Linked DNA regions of Pan troglodytes: region 2 is linked to region 1. A link is a contact called in public HiChIP or PLAC-seq data. All regions are on one chromosome and are shown on one strand. The core of a region is the stretch at or near the end of the contact, and the rest is flanking DNA. Distances in the headings are between cores, read along the strand shown.

Evidence for each region. HiChIP or PLAC-seq counts read pairs in DNA pulled down with a chosen protein or histone mark.
Region 2: a contact with region 1 is called in an H3K4me3 HiChIP or PLAC-seq map of stem cell-derived excitatory neurons, with 3 times the contacts expected there. The contact joins the promoter of CTTN here to the promoter of FADD in region 1. A contact is called at or near these places in 1 of 7 Hi-C or Micro-C datasets (stem cell-derived neural progenitor cells) and 1 of 1 datasets of contacts at active chromatin or transcription factors (stem cell-derived excitatory neurons).

Annotation. Positions count from the first base shown.
Region 1 is chr9:72,256,146-72,262,369 of NHGRI_mPanTro3-v2.0_pri, reverse strand. It overlaps FADD (Fas associated via death domain), which reads right to left and starts at 2,383. Exons shown (of 2, transcript XM_508611.8): 1 at 1,833-2,383. The coding sequence starts at 2,118. All of the region lies in intron 3 of LOC107967138 (a long non-coding RNA gene), which reads left to right.
Region 2 is chr9:72,456,220-72,462,443 of NHGRI_mPanTro3-v2.0_pri, reverse strand. CTTN (cortactin) reads right to left here and starts at 3,310. Exons shown (of 17, transcript XR_010147269.1): 1 at 2,946-3,310. It overlaps LOC134807260 (a long non-coding RNA gene), which reads left to right and starts at 2,652. Exons shown (of 2, transcript XR_010147270.1): 1 at 2,652-2,912.

The DNA of each region.
Region 1 (6,224 bases), core at 1,134-3,633:
GCGGCCACAAGTCAAAGAATGCCTGGAGCCACCACAAAGCGGACGAGACCCGGAAGGAGCCTCCCCAACAGCATTCCGAGGGTGTGCCGGTCTGTTGCACCCTGCTTATTCAGATTTCTGGCCTCCAGATTGAGGGGGTAGATTTCTATTGCTTCAGGCCACCAGATTTGTGATCATTTGTTATGGCAATCACAGGAAACTAGTAGGCACTCCAATTGTTATTTAGAAAGCTGCCCCGAGTGACCACCAGTCTTCAGTCCCTGGCTACCATACTCCTCATCTGTTGACGTCACCACTGAGATCAGGGAGCTGGTCACAAGACCATAAAAGGCCGCTTCTGGAATGTGAAGAGAGGAAAGGAGAGGCAGGACAGGGTGCTGCTTGGACTACTCCTGGCAATTCTGAGACACCGTTGGCAGGTGTACCAGCTCCCGCAGCTCTGACAGCCCTGTGGGCTGGGCACTGTGTTACCATGACTGTACAGATGAGGAAATTGAGGCACAGGAAAGCTAATGGACATTCCTGAGATCGTGTAGCTAGACGATGGCAGAGCCATGTTCTGAAACCCTAAGAGTGTGGTGCCAGAGTCCACCCTTAACCGCTATGCTGAACTTCTGGGGAGGAAGGCACAGTCGCCCGCTACCAACCTGTCCATACCCACTGCTCACCTTCTGGTGTACTTTTCCCAGCACACAGTAACTACATGACAATATAAATAAAACCAAGCACACATACATCTCAAATGTCAGCTATGTTTCGTAGACCGCCTTTAAAATGCAATTTATCAGTGTTTCTCCAGACATTAAATATCCATAAAACCCGATTTTTCTACGTCCTGTTTTGTTTGTTCAGTACTGATGTTTTTTTAAAATCTGGACTTGACTGCTCTCAGGCAGAGAGCTGTTCTGTCCATCCTGTCCTCAACAGGCACCAGTCCTTACAGAGTGAAACCCATGGTGACACATTTAGGCCCTATCTGATTGGTGACTGAATGGCTGATTCCAAGCTACAGCTTGAAGCCTCTGAGAGGCGTCCCCAGAGCACTCCCAAGCCTCTCCCGACTCTGAGAACAAGGGGGGTAGGGCTGAGAAACTCTGCTGTACTCAGAGTTTCTTTTTTATCCTGGAAGCTGCTGCAATCCACAGGCGAGGGTGGAGAGGGAGTGACCGAGAGCAGGACAGGAAGCCACTCCACAATGAACTTGACCAGAGAGGCAGTGCAGTGGCTAACACCACCCATCCGGAGGCCGGACTGCTTGGCTCAAGCCTAGCTCCGTCAGTTATCGGCTGCGCATTTCGGCAACGCCACTTAACCTGTGAGCCACAGTCCTGTCCTCTGTAAAATGGGAACAGTGATAGCTAACAGTATCTAAGCCACAGGGCTACTGCGAAAATTGTATTTGGCAGTTACAAGGGTAAGCGGCACACTGTAAGCCCCTGGGTAGGAGTTACTGAATGCTAGTATTACTCTCAGACAGCCGTGAAAAGCATATTCCGAGACAGAAAGGAAATGATGCGAGGCAGGCTCACCCAACCTCTGCCCCTCCCCCACACCTTCTCTGACTCATCTTTTCTTCAGTGAGTTTTCTAATTTACCCGGGCAGAAGGGGGTGGAGGAAAAAGGACTGTGCGTGTCCACGCCCTGCAACCTCGAATAAGTTAACTTTTCTGCGTTTCTGGCTCTCCCATCTGCAAAACCAGGGCTGTACGGAGAAAACCCACGCAAATCAAACCCGGCAAAGGGGAGGCGCCTGGAAGCCAACCGGAGGAGCCTCGCAGCACCTACAGCCGGGCGACCAGGCCCTGGCTCCACCGGCCCGGCCCCGCGCCCACCTTCTTCCCCAGGCGCGGCCCTGGCCGCCGCCCCCGCCTCGAAGTCGTCGACGCGCCGCAGCAGGTCGTGGCGCCGCAGGGAGGCGAGCAGCTCGCGCAGGAGCTCGGTGTGCCCGGGCTCCAGGTCGTTCTGCTCCAGCAGCATGGAGAAGAGGTCCAGGCCGCTCTGCACGCGCTCCATCTTGCGCTTGCCCACGCGCCCGAGGCATAGGAACTTGAGCTCGGTCAGCTCGCTGCTCGACAGGCTGGACGACACCGAGTGCAGCAGCACCAGGAACGGGTCCATGGCGGGGCCTGCAAGCGGCCGGGGCTGCGGCCCGGCCCTCCGCGCGCCCGCTGTCCTCGGCTCGCTGGCCCTGGCCAGGTCTCGCCGCTTGCCCAGCGGCCCAAGGATTCCACCCCCGACCCTGCACTGCGGCGCCTGATTCACTACCGGAAATCGACAAGAGCGCGTTTTCGACCGTTATCTCGCGAAAACTAAGGGACCCGCGCATGCGTCCCTAGCGAAGCCGTTGCCGTTTCCGCCCTGGCTGGCGGCGCCGCGGACGGGCGCGGCTTCTGCGCCTGCGCCCGGCGTATCGTCTCTTTTCCGGGTGGGAGGTGGGGCCTTGGGTGTCCTGAGAGTCTGCAGGTGGCCCAGCTCTCTGCGGTGAGGGCGGTCGCGCCTCTGCCGAGTCCACCTGTTTGCAAAGCGCGGTGCGGCCCTACTGTGTGCAGGGCCGGGGCGGGGAGGGCGCAGCCCGAACGTCACGTGCCCTCACATCTGTTGGTGACCAAGGTTACTTATGCATTAACGTTTAGGGACAAACGTGGAAAATGCATTCTTTGGTACCCCTGGAGACATCTTGTGTGTGCAGAAAACACTACTCAGAAGTTTATGTGCGTTTAAACATGTGATTTAAATAATACATGATTTCCAAAGTAGCAGTCGTTTATTCAATCAACAGTATTGAGCGCCTACTGTGCCAGGTAGTAGGGTCTGGGGACAAATTAGTGAGCGAAGCGCGAGGGTCCCCGCGTGCCCGGAGTTTACATCATAATTACAAAAGCGACACGCTCCAGAAGAGAAGGTCGTGGCGGCTGTGGTGGCTCAGCCTGCAATGCCTGCACTTTGGGAGGCTGAGGCAGGATTGATTGAGACAAGGGGTTCGAGACCAGCCTGGGTAACATAGTGAGACCCCGTCTCTATTAAAAAATAAAAATAAGGAAAAATAAGGAAATCGTATAGTATGCCAGAAATTCAGAAGAGCCAGGGGAAAGGGAGTCTCTTCACGGGGTGGGCGTGTGGAGGGTGGGGGGCCCGGTGGTCTGATGGGGCCTCTGTAAAGGCGCAGGTGAAGGCTGGGAGGGGCCGGGTACCTAGGTGTGGCTGGGGTTCCAGGAGCAGCAATGCCGTGGGTTTGGAGGTGAGGAGGGGGTGCAGATTAGGAGAGCCCTCACCAGCCAACAAGGACCCAGCTTTACCACAGGGTGGGGCAGGGGGTGATGCCAGCTGAGTTTGTTTTCTTGAGATATAATTCACATACCATTCAATTGACCCTTTTAAAGTCACACTTCAGTGGTTTTTAGTGTAGTCACAAGGTTGTGCAACCCTTACTGCTGTCTAACTTTAGGACATTTTCATCACCCCAAGAAGAAACCCATTAGCATGTACTCCTCCCCTCCCCCACCAACCACGAATCTACTTTTTCTTTCTTTCTTTTTTTTTTTTTTTTTGCTTTTTTGAGACAGAGTCTCGCTCTATGGCCAGGCTGGAGTGCAGTGGTGCGATCTGGGCTCACTGCAACCTTTACCTCCCGGGTTCAAACAATTCTCCTGCTTCAGTCTCCTGAGTAGCTGGGATTACAGGTGCCTGCCACCATGCCTGGCTAATTTTTGTATTTTAGTAGAGACAGGGTTTCACCATGTTGGCCAGGCTGGTCTTGAACTCCTGACCTCAAGTGAGCCTCAGCCTCCCAAAGTGCTGGGATTACAGGCGTGAGCCACTGTGCCCTGCCGAATCTACTTTTTAAAATCTATGGATTTGCCAATTCTGGACATTCCATGTGTACAGAACCATACAGTATGTGGCATTTTGTGTCTGGCTGTTTTCAGCATCATTTTCAAGGTTCATCCATGATGTAGAACATATGAGTACTTCATTCCTTTTTTTTCTTTGAGACAGAGTGTCACTCTTTTGCCCAGGCTGGAGTGCAGTGGCACAATCTCGGCTCATTGCAGCCTCTGCCTCCCGGGCTCAAGCGACTCTCGTTTCTTGTGCCTTAGCCTCCCGACTAGCTGGGATTGTAGATATGTGCCACTATGCCAGGCTAATTTTTGTATTTTTAGTAGAGACAGGGCTTTGCCATGTTGGCCAGCCTGGTCTCAAACTCCTGGCCTCAAGTGATCCTCTTGCCTCAGCCTCCCAAAGTGTTGGGATTACAGGCGTGAGCCACTGTGCCCAGCCTCCTTCCTTTTTATGGCTGCATACTATTCCACTGTCTGGGTGTTTGGGTGCCACAGTGTGTCTATCCATTCATCGGAGGATGGGCATTGCCTTTGCTTCCACTTTTTGGCTGTTGTGAATAATGCTGCTATGAACACTGAGTTACAGTTTTATTTTGTTTATTTATTTATTGAGACAGGGTCTTGCTTTGTCACCCAGGCTAGAGTGCAGTGGCACAGTCATAGCTCACTGCAGCCACCTGGGCTCAAATGATCCTCCCACTTCAGCCTCCTGAGTAGTTGGGACTACAGGCACATACCACCACCCCTGGCTAATTTTCGTTTTTTTTTTTTTTTTTGTAGAAACAGGATTTTGCCATATTCCCCAGGCTGGTCTTGAGCTCCTGGGCTCAAGTGATCCACTAGCCTCAGCCTCTCAAAGTGCTGGAATTTCAGGTGTGACCACCGTACCTGGTCTTGAGTTACATTTTTTTTTTGAGATGGGGTCTCACTGTGTTGCCCCAGACTGGAGTGCAGTGGCACTATCTTGGCTCACTGCAACCTCTGCCTCCTGGGTTCAGGAGATTCTCGTGCCTCAGCCTCCCGAGTAGCTGGGATCACAGGCATGTGTCACCACATCCGGCTAACTTGCCAGGGTCTGACCCACAGACCCGGGCTGCACTACAGATGAATAATGTACTCAGACACCAGTATTCAGTGAAAGAGCTGGCTAGGGGGCTGGACCTTTCACAGAAAGAGTTGTTCCAGCCCCGTGGCCTGACTAGCTGGTCCTGCAGGCATTTATTCAGCACAGACTTAATGACAAAGGCTTTGAGTCAACACATTTGTGGGTAATTAATCTGGTCGCCCTCCCTCAGAGAGAGTGGTCCTGCCCATGAATGATCAAAGGTCTGTTTTAGGACAACATGAGTGAACAAGCTATTTAGACAAACTCCTCTACATTCCTATGTATCTACGCCCTAAACTTTTAAGAGAATTCAGCTACCTTCAGCCAAATCTTTTACTGAAGCTATGCAAACCTTCCAGCCTTCCAAGAAAGTTTGTGTCTATTTCCTATAACTTTATCTTTATAATTTCCTACCACTTTGACCGATCTCCTGCATTGTGTATGTTTAGCAGAGACACGGTTTCACCATATTGGCCAGGCTGGTCTGGAACTCCTGACCTCAGGTGATCTGCCTGCCTTGATCTCCCAAAGTTCTGGGATTACAGGTATGAGCCAGTGTGCCCAGCTTTTTTTTTCTTTTTTTCTTTTTTCTTTTTTTTTTGAGATGGAGTCTCATTCTGTCACCCAGGCTGGAGCGCAGTGGCGAGATCTCAGTTCACTGCAACCTCCGCCTCCCAGGTTCAAGCGATTCTCATACCTCGAGTTACATTTTTAAAGATCACGCTGGTTGCTGGTTAGAAGCCAGGGGACTACAATAATCTGAATGAAAGGCAGTGCACTCAGACCAGAGGGCAGGTAGCAGTGGAGGTGGTGAGAGAGGGCAGCCTTCTTTAGATTGGGGATGTGCATAAACTAGAGAATGCAGGATATCCTGTAAACTTTGAAGGCTGGTCCATCCATTGATGGAAACCGGGACGGTGCGGGTGGGGTGGGCTTGAGGGAGGACCGAGATTGGCTTGGGATGTGTGTGTGAGATGCTGCTATGGTTTGAATGTTTGTCTCCTCCATTAATGGGTTAATGGACTGATGGGTTATTATGGGGGAGGATCACACTAAGCTCCCTCATCACGTGATACCCTGCATCGCCTCAAAACTCTGCAGACTCCACAGAGAGCCCCCGCCAGCAGGAAGACCCTCCCCGAAAGTGGACCCTTGACCTTGGACTTCTCTGACTCCATAACTATAAGAAAGAAATTTCTGGGCCAGGTGCAGGGACTCACACCTGTAATCCCAGCACTTTGGGAGGCCAAGGCGGGTGGATAGCTTGAGCTAAGGAGTTC
Region 2 (6,224 bases), core at 2,061-4,560, 200 kb before region 1:
AAAGGAAACAGACACTTGCGTAGCCAAAATCACCATCACAGGCACACTCCCTACACCACACTTACTCAAGGGAAACCCCGCCCCCAACATTTACTCAGTTTACTCAAAGCAGTGCTTGAGCAGATGGGGTGGGCTTGGGCCACAGTGAAAGCCAAGCCTGCTCCTGGAGCACAGTCCCCTGCTCTTGGCTGGCCCAGGCCATGGGAATACTGCAACACAAGGCAGCAACCAGCGCTCACAGCAATTCACACTCTCAGGACACCTTTTCTGAGCACCTACTGCGTGGCACAGACTGAAGATCTGAATTGCCGATTATGTGTGCTGTCATTTTAAAAGTGTTTTAAAAACAAGTCCATCAAAATGCTACAATTAAAAGTCAGCTTTAGCTGGGCCTGCAGTCCCAGCTACTTGGGAGGCTGAGGTGGGAGGATTGCTTAAGGCCAGCAGTTCAAGGTTGCAGTGTGCTAGATGTCACCTGTGAAGAGCCTCTGCACTCCAGCCTGGGTGACAGGGTCTCGCTCTGTCACCCAGGCTGGAGTACAGTGGTGCGATCGAGCTCAATGCAGCCTCCAACTCCTGGGCTTGAGATCCTCTGCCTCAGCGCCCCAAGTAGCTAGGACAACAGGTGCAAGCCAACATGCCCAGCGAATTTCTTTTTTTGTAGACACAAGGTCTCCCTGTGTTGCCCAGGCTAGTCTGGAACTCCTGGCCTCAAACGATCCTCTCACCTTGGCCTCCCAAAGTGCAGGGATTACAGGTGTGAGCCACCGCACCCCTGCCCCAGGTCAAAAGAAATTTCTTTTCAGTAAGATTTAGCAGAAGGTTAGCTTCTAGTTCTAGGGGACCTAATATCAAAACAACCCTGCCTCCCCAACTTTTTATTGAGTCCCACTTAAAAGACTCTTCCTTGTTCCTTGAGTATCTGGCGAATACTTCTCTAACCAGAGGAGAAACAGGACTGACTCTGTGCTCTGGAGCCAGTGACTCACCCACACGGTCAAACACGTGAATGGAGACAGGGGCAGGCGGCCAGCCCCTCCTGCGCCACGGCCTTGGGCCCGGCCGGGCTTGAGGGCTGGATCATGCCTGAAGGACCTAGTGGGTGAAGTCCCCCCGACAGAGCCTGCGCAGCCAAGTCAACACTGAGCCCAAAGGGAGCGCATGGGATTCCAGGGAGCGCTCACCGGATGCCTCCGGAGCTTCCTTCAGCAGAAAATGAATTCCTCCCCAAGGGGCCCCAAACGTCCACAGATTCCAGTGGGAGGAAGCCCTGTCCCTTCTCACCCAAGGCCTTCCAGCTTCAGGGATCAGGCATCCCTTAGACTATCCAGGTGATAGAAACGTAACAGAAAGCCCCAAAGCACCGTTCTGGTGATTTTAAACACACCCCGAAGGAGGGACGGTTCCAAATTTAGAGCCTCACGACTAGCTGCAGCCGCGCCTCGCTGCCTCCACTGACCTGATTGCAAAATCTCCGCTCAGGTGCAGGCCGGGGGGATCCCCAGCTGCTCCGCCACGTCCCACAGCGAGCCCCTCAAAGTCGCGCACCCCAACCGCCTTGACCCCCGCGGACCCCATCCCTTTTCCCTGCGCCTGGATCCCTTCCCCTGGAGCCCCAATCCCCTCCCCTCGGACCCTATACCTTTCCTCCGAGCCCCGACCCCTTCCCCTCGAACCCCAATTCCCTTCCCCTCGAACCCCAATTCCCTTCCCTCGAACCCCAATTCCCTTCCCTCGGACCCCATCCCAGTAGCTCTGCGCCTGGACCCCTTCCCGTCAGACCCCAATCCCCTCCCCTCGGACCTCATCCCTTTCCCTCTGCTCCCAGACCCCTCCCTCTCAGACCCCTCGCCCTTTCCTTGAGACCCCCCACACCCACCTTCCTTGGCCCCTCGAACCCCGGCCCCCTCCGCTCAGACCCCCGAACCCCACAGGCCCAGCCCATCTCCCTCGGGCCCCAATACCCTCCCCCTCGGAGCCCATCCCCCTCTCCTATTCCCTCGGACCCAAGACCCCTCCCAGCCTGGCCCCTCTCCTGCCCTGGAGCCCCCCGGCGCCCAGGGACCCTCCCCTCAGAGCTGATACCCCAATTTGGCCCCTTTCTAACCTTCCTCCGCGGACCCCAGCCCCAAGCCCTCCGTGCCCCCTTGCCCCCTGCCCGGCCTCCTTGGGCCCAGACCCGTCCTCGTGGCCCTCGCGGACCCCCGGCCCACGCCCTGCCCCGCCCCAGGCCGGGAAAGCCTCGCCACTCTGCCCCGGCCCCCGAAACCGCAAGCGGAAGAGCGGTGAGACCGCTGCGGCCGCCGCTTCCTTCCCCTTTCGCGGCCAGGCGACGCCACAGGAGGGAAGAAGCAGAGCCCGGCCTGCACCCCGGGCGGACGCCGCGCTCGCTCACCGCCGCCTGGGGTCGGTCCGGCCCGGGTCGGCCCTGGATCCCGCCGCGCCAGCCGCTCCCAGGCGCCAGGCTCTACTTCCGGTTCCGCGGGCGGGGGCGGGGCCGCATCCGGGTCCCCGCGCGACCCCGCCCCCTGCCCCGCCTCCTCCCGCGTCCTGGCCCGCAAGAGCCCCGGGGGTCCGCCCGCAGCTGGCTAAGCGCTAGCCCGGCCTGTGGCGAGTCTGCAGAGCTCGCCCGGAAGTAGCGTTGCGCGCGCAGAGGATGGGCGCTGAGCAGCACACAGCCCGCGGCGGGGTCTCAGGATCCGCGGCGCTGCCCGGGGCCGGGGGAAGGAAGCCAGCCGAGGAGACGCACGTGCCCTGAGTCCGGGAGCGGGGAGCCTCTTCATCTCTCCATCCTCCCTCCGCGCGCGCCCTCAGCCGTCCTCGTCCGCTCACCATGCACCTCCCCCCCAAGAAAGGACCACATGCGTGCCAGGGACGTGAGCCCCGGCCACAGGGACATAGCAGCCTAGAAGGTGAGTCAAGCGTTAAACCACATGGGTACTCACCTGGGAAATGAGATAAATGCCAAGAAGTGAGAGTTTCATAACATCGTATTGGGGAGACGGTAGGACCTGAACCCCTGGGAGACCAGAGGTTTCTTTGGGCGATTCACATGTTAGCCAAGATGTGAAGGCCCTATAAGAGTAAACAAGGTAAGGAGGGAAGAATTTTCCAGGCAGGCCAACAGCAGGTTCAGAGGTCCCAAGGCAGGAACGGTCTTGCAGCAGGGGAACTGGAGGAGGCTCAGCTCAGCATGGTAGAGGGCTGGTGGTGCAGCGGAGCTGTGGTGTGAGAGGGGCCAGGTCATGCAGAGGCCGAAAGAGCACAGCGAAGACCTCGGTCTTTATTCTGGGAGACACGGGAAGTCCTCGGAGGAAGTTAAGCTGATAAGAGACATCATGAAGTTTGGGCCAGGCGCAGTGGCCCACGCCTGTAATCATAACACTTTGGGAGGCTGACATGGGAGGATCGCCTAAGGCCAGGAGTTCGAGACCAGCCTGGTCAGCATAGCGAGACCCCCGCCCCCGCCCGCCATCGCTAAATAAATAAATAAGACATAATGAAGTTTGAATTGTAATGAGATCACTCTGGCTGCTGTGTGGAGAATGGATGGGAGAAGGGCCAGGTAGAGCCTAATGTAGCCAATTCGGGCAGACCGCTGGTGGCAGGTAAGATGGGGAGAAGTGGATAGATGCAAGAGGCATTTAGAAAGCTAAACTGTCAGATGTGAGGATGAATTGGAAGTGCGGGTGGCGGAAGGAAATGTCAGGTGTTGACCATTTTTTTAAAGGTAAAATCATGACCTTCATACACATATAAAATGAACACGTCAAATATTTTATTTAACTCGATAATGAATACATCATAAGTTGTTACAAATTGTTTAAAGAATTTGGCCAGATGCAGTGCCTCGCGCCTGTAATCCCAACACTTTGGGAGGCCAAGGCAGGAGGATTGCTGGAGGTCAGGAGTTTGAGACCAGCCTGGGCAGCATGGCAAGACCCTGTCTCTACCAAAAAAAAAAATTTTTTTTAAGAAAAAAATTAGCCAGGCATGGTGACGTTTACCTGTGGTCCCAGCTATTCTGGAGGCTGAGGCAAAAGGACCGCTCCGGCACGGGCAACAGAAACCCTGTGTCAAAAAAAAAAAACCGAAGACGAATGCTGAAATGAATTTGCAAAAACTGATCTATCTCTAGTGCAAAGGTCAATTGCATTTAACTGGACACAGCTAATTTGCATTTTCTGTGCACAAGGATTGTTGGCCAGGCTTGTAATCCCAGCACTTTGAGCGGCAAGGCCAGAGGATTGCTTGAGCTCAGGAGTTCAAGACCAGCCTGGGCAATATAGACCTCATCTCTGAAAAAAAAATTTTTTTTTTTTTACATTGCTGACTGTTTTTTTTTGTTTGTTTGTTTAATCTTTAGAGACAGGGGCTGGAGTGCAGTGGTGCAATCAAGGCTCACTGCAGCCTCGATCTCCTGGGCTCAAGTGATCCTCCCACCTCAGCCTCCCAAGTAGCTGTAGCTGGAACTACAGGCACGTGCCACCACACTCAGCTAATTTTTTTTTTTTTGAGATGGAGTTCCCCTCTTGTTGCCCAGGCTGGAGTGCAATGGCACCATCTCAGCTCACTGCAACCTCTGCCTCTCGGGTTCAAGCAATTCTCCTGCCTCAGCCTCCCGAGTAGCTGGGATTAGAGGCGTGCGTCACTTTGCCTGGCTAATTTTGTATTTTCAGTGGAGACAGGGTTTCTCCATGTTGGTCAGGCTGGTCTCGAACTCCCGACCTCAGGTGATCCTCCCGCCTCGGCCTCCCAAAGTGCTGGGATTACAGGCATGAGCCACCATGCCCGGCCTCTAATTTTTTAATATTTTTGTAGATACTGGGTCCTGCTGTGTTGCTAATGCTGGTCTCGAACTCCTGTGCTCAAGTGACCCTCCTGCACTGGGATTACATGTGTGAGCCACCACATTGCCAGGCCACATTGCTGCCTGTTTTTTAAAGGTTAATTTCTGCCTCTACAGAGGTATGAAATCATCTAGTCAAAAAAGCAGGCATAGCCGGTGGTGTCCATCTCAGAGGGAGCCCTGTGACTGTATTGATCCAGCACAAACCCCTCCTCTCAAGTCCCTCACTGTGTCACACCTTTTGCCATAAGAGGTCATAGTCATAGGTGCTGAGGATTAGGCTGTGGACATATCTTTGGGCGCCCACGGAAATGTTCTTATTTCTATTAAAATTGGAAAAATGAACTTTTAGGTTGAAGAAAATGTATTTTATTCAAGAAAACATGTAAAGAAAATATAGCAGCCAGGCGCGGTGGCTCATGCCTGTAATCCCAGCACTTTGGGAGGCCAAGGCAGGTGGATCACCTGAGGTCAGGAGTTCAAGACCAGCCTGGCCAACATAGTGAAACCCCGTCTCTAAAATTAAAGTACAAAAATTAGCTGGGCTAATTTTACAGAGAAGGAAAGACAAAGCTCACTGCAGACTTTTCAGCAGGAGGGCAGCGTTCGTGGCTTAGAAAGACCAGTCTGCTGCCGGTGAAGAGCAGGGTGCTTCAGAGTGGCTCCCAGAGAGAAAGGGGCAGCACACTCTTCCACATGCCCATTGTGCTCCGCAGGAGAATGTGTGGCAGAGACTGAGGCTGGCCACAGGAATTACACATACAGTGTAAAATTTGCAAAGCAAGAAGTATAGCTGTGCTCAAAAATAGGTCGAAGCCGGGCGCCGTGGCTCATGCCTATAATCCCGGCACTTTGGGAGGCCAAGGCAGATGGATTTCTTGAGGTTAGGAGTCCGAGACCATCCTGGCCAACCTGGTGAAAACCCGTCTCTAATAAAAATACAAAAATAAGCCAGGCGTGGTGGCAGGCGCCTGTAATCCCAGCTACTTGGGAGGCTGAGGCAGGATAATCGCTCAAACCCGGGAGGTGAAGGTTGCAGTGAGCTGAGATCGCGCCATTGCACTCCAGCCTGGGAGACACAGCGGGACTCTATCAAAAAAAAAAAAAAAAAAAAAAAAAGTGATATCTCTGTGAGCCAGAAATGAAGAGAAATGCAAAGTGCTGAGTGGGCCTGCAACTGCAAAGCTGCTGGGCCTGGGTCACCCACGCTTGTAAAAGAAGCACGCAGCCAGGGGCGCACCAGTGGTCCCAGCTACTTGGGGAGGCCGAGGTGGGAGGAATCACTTGAGCCCAGCAGTGCAAGACCAGCTGGAGCAACATGGTGTGAACCTGTCTCAAAAAAATAAAAATAAAGAAAAATTTTAAAAACCCATGC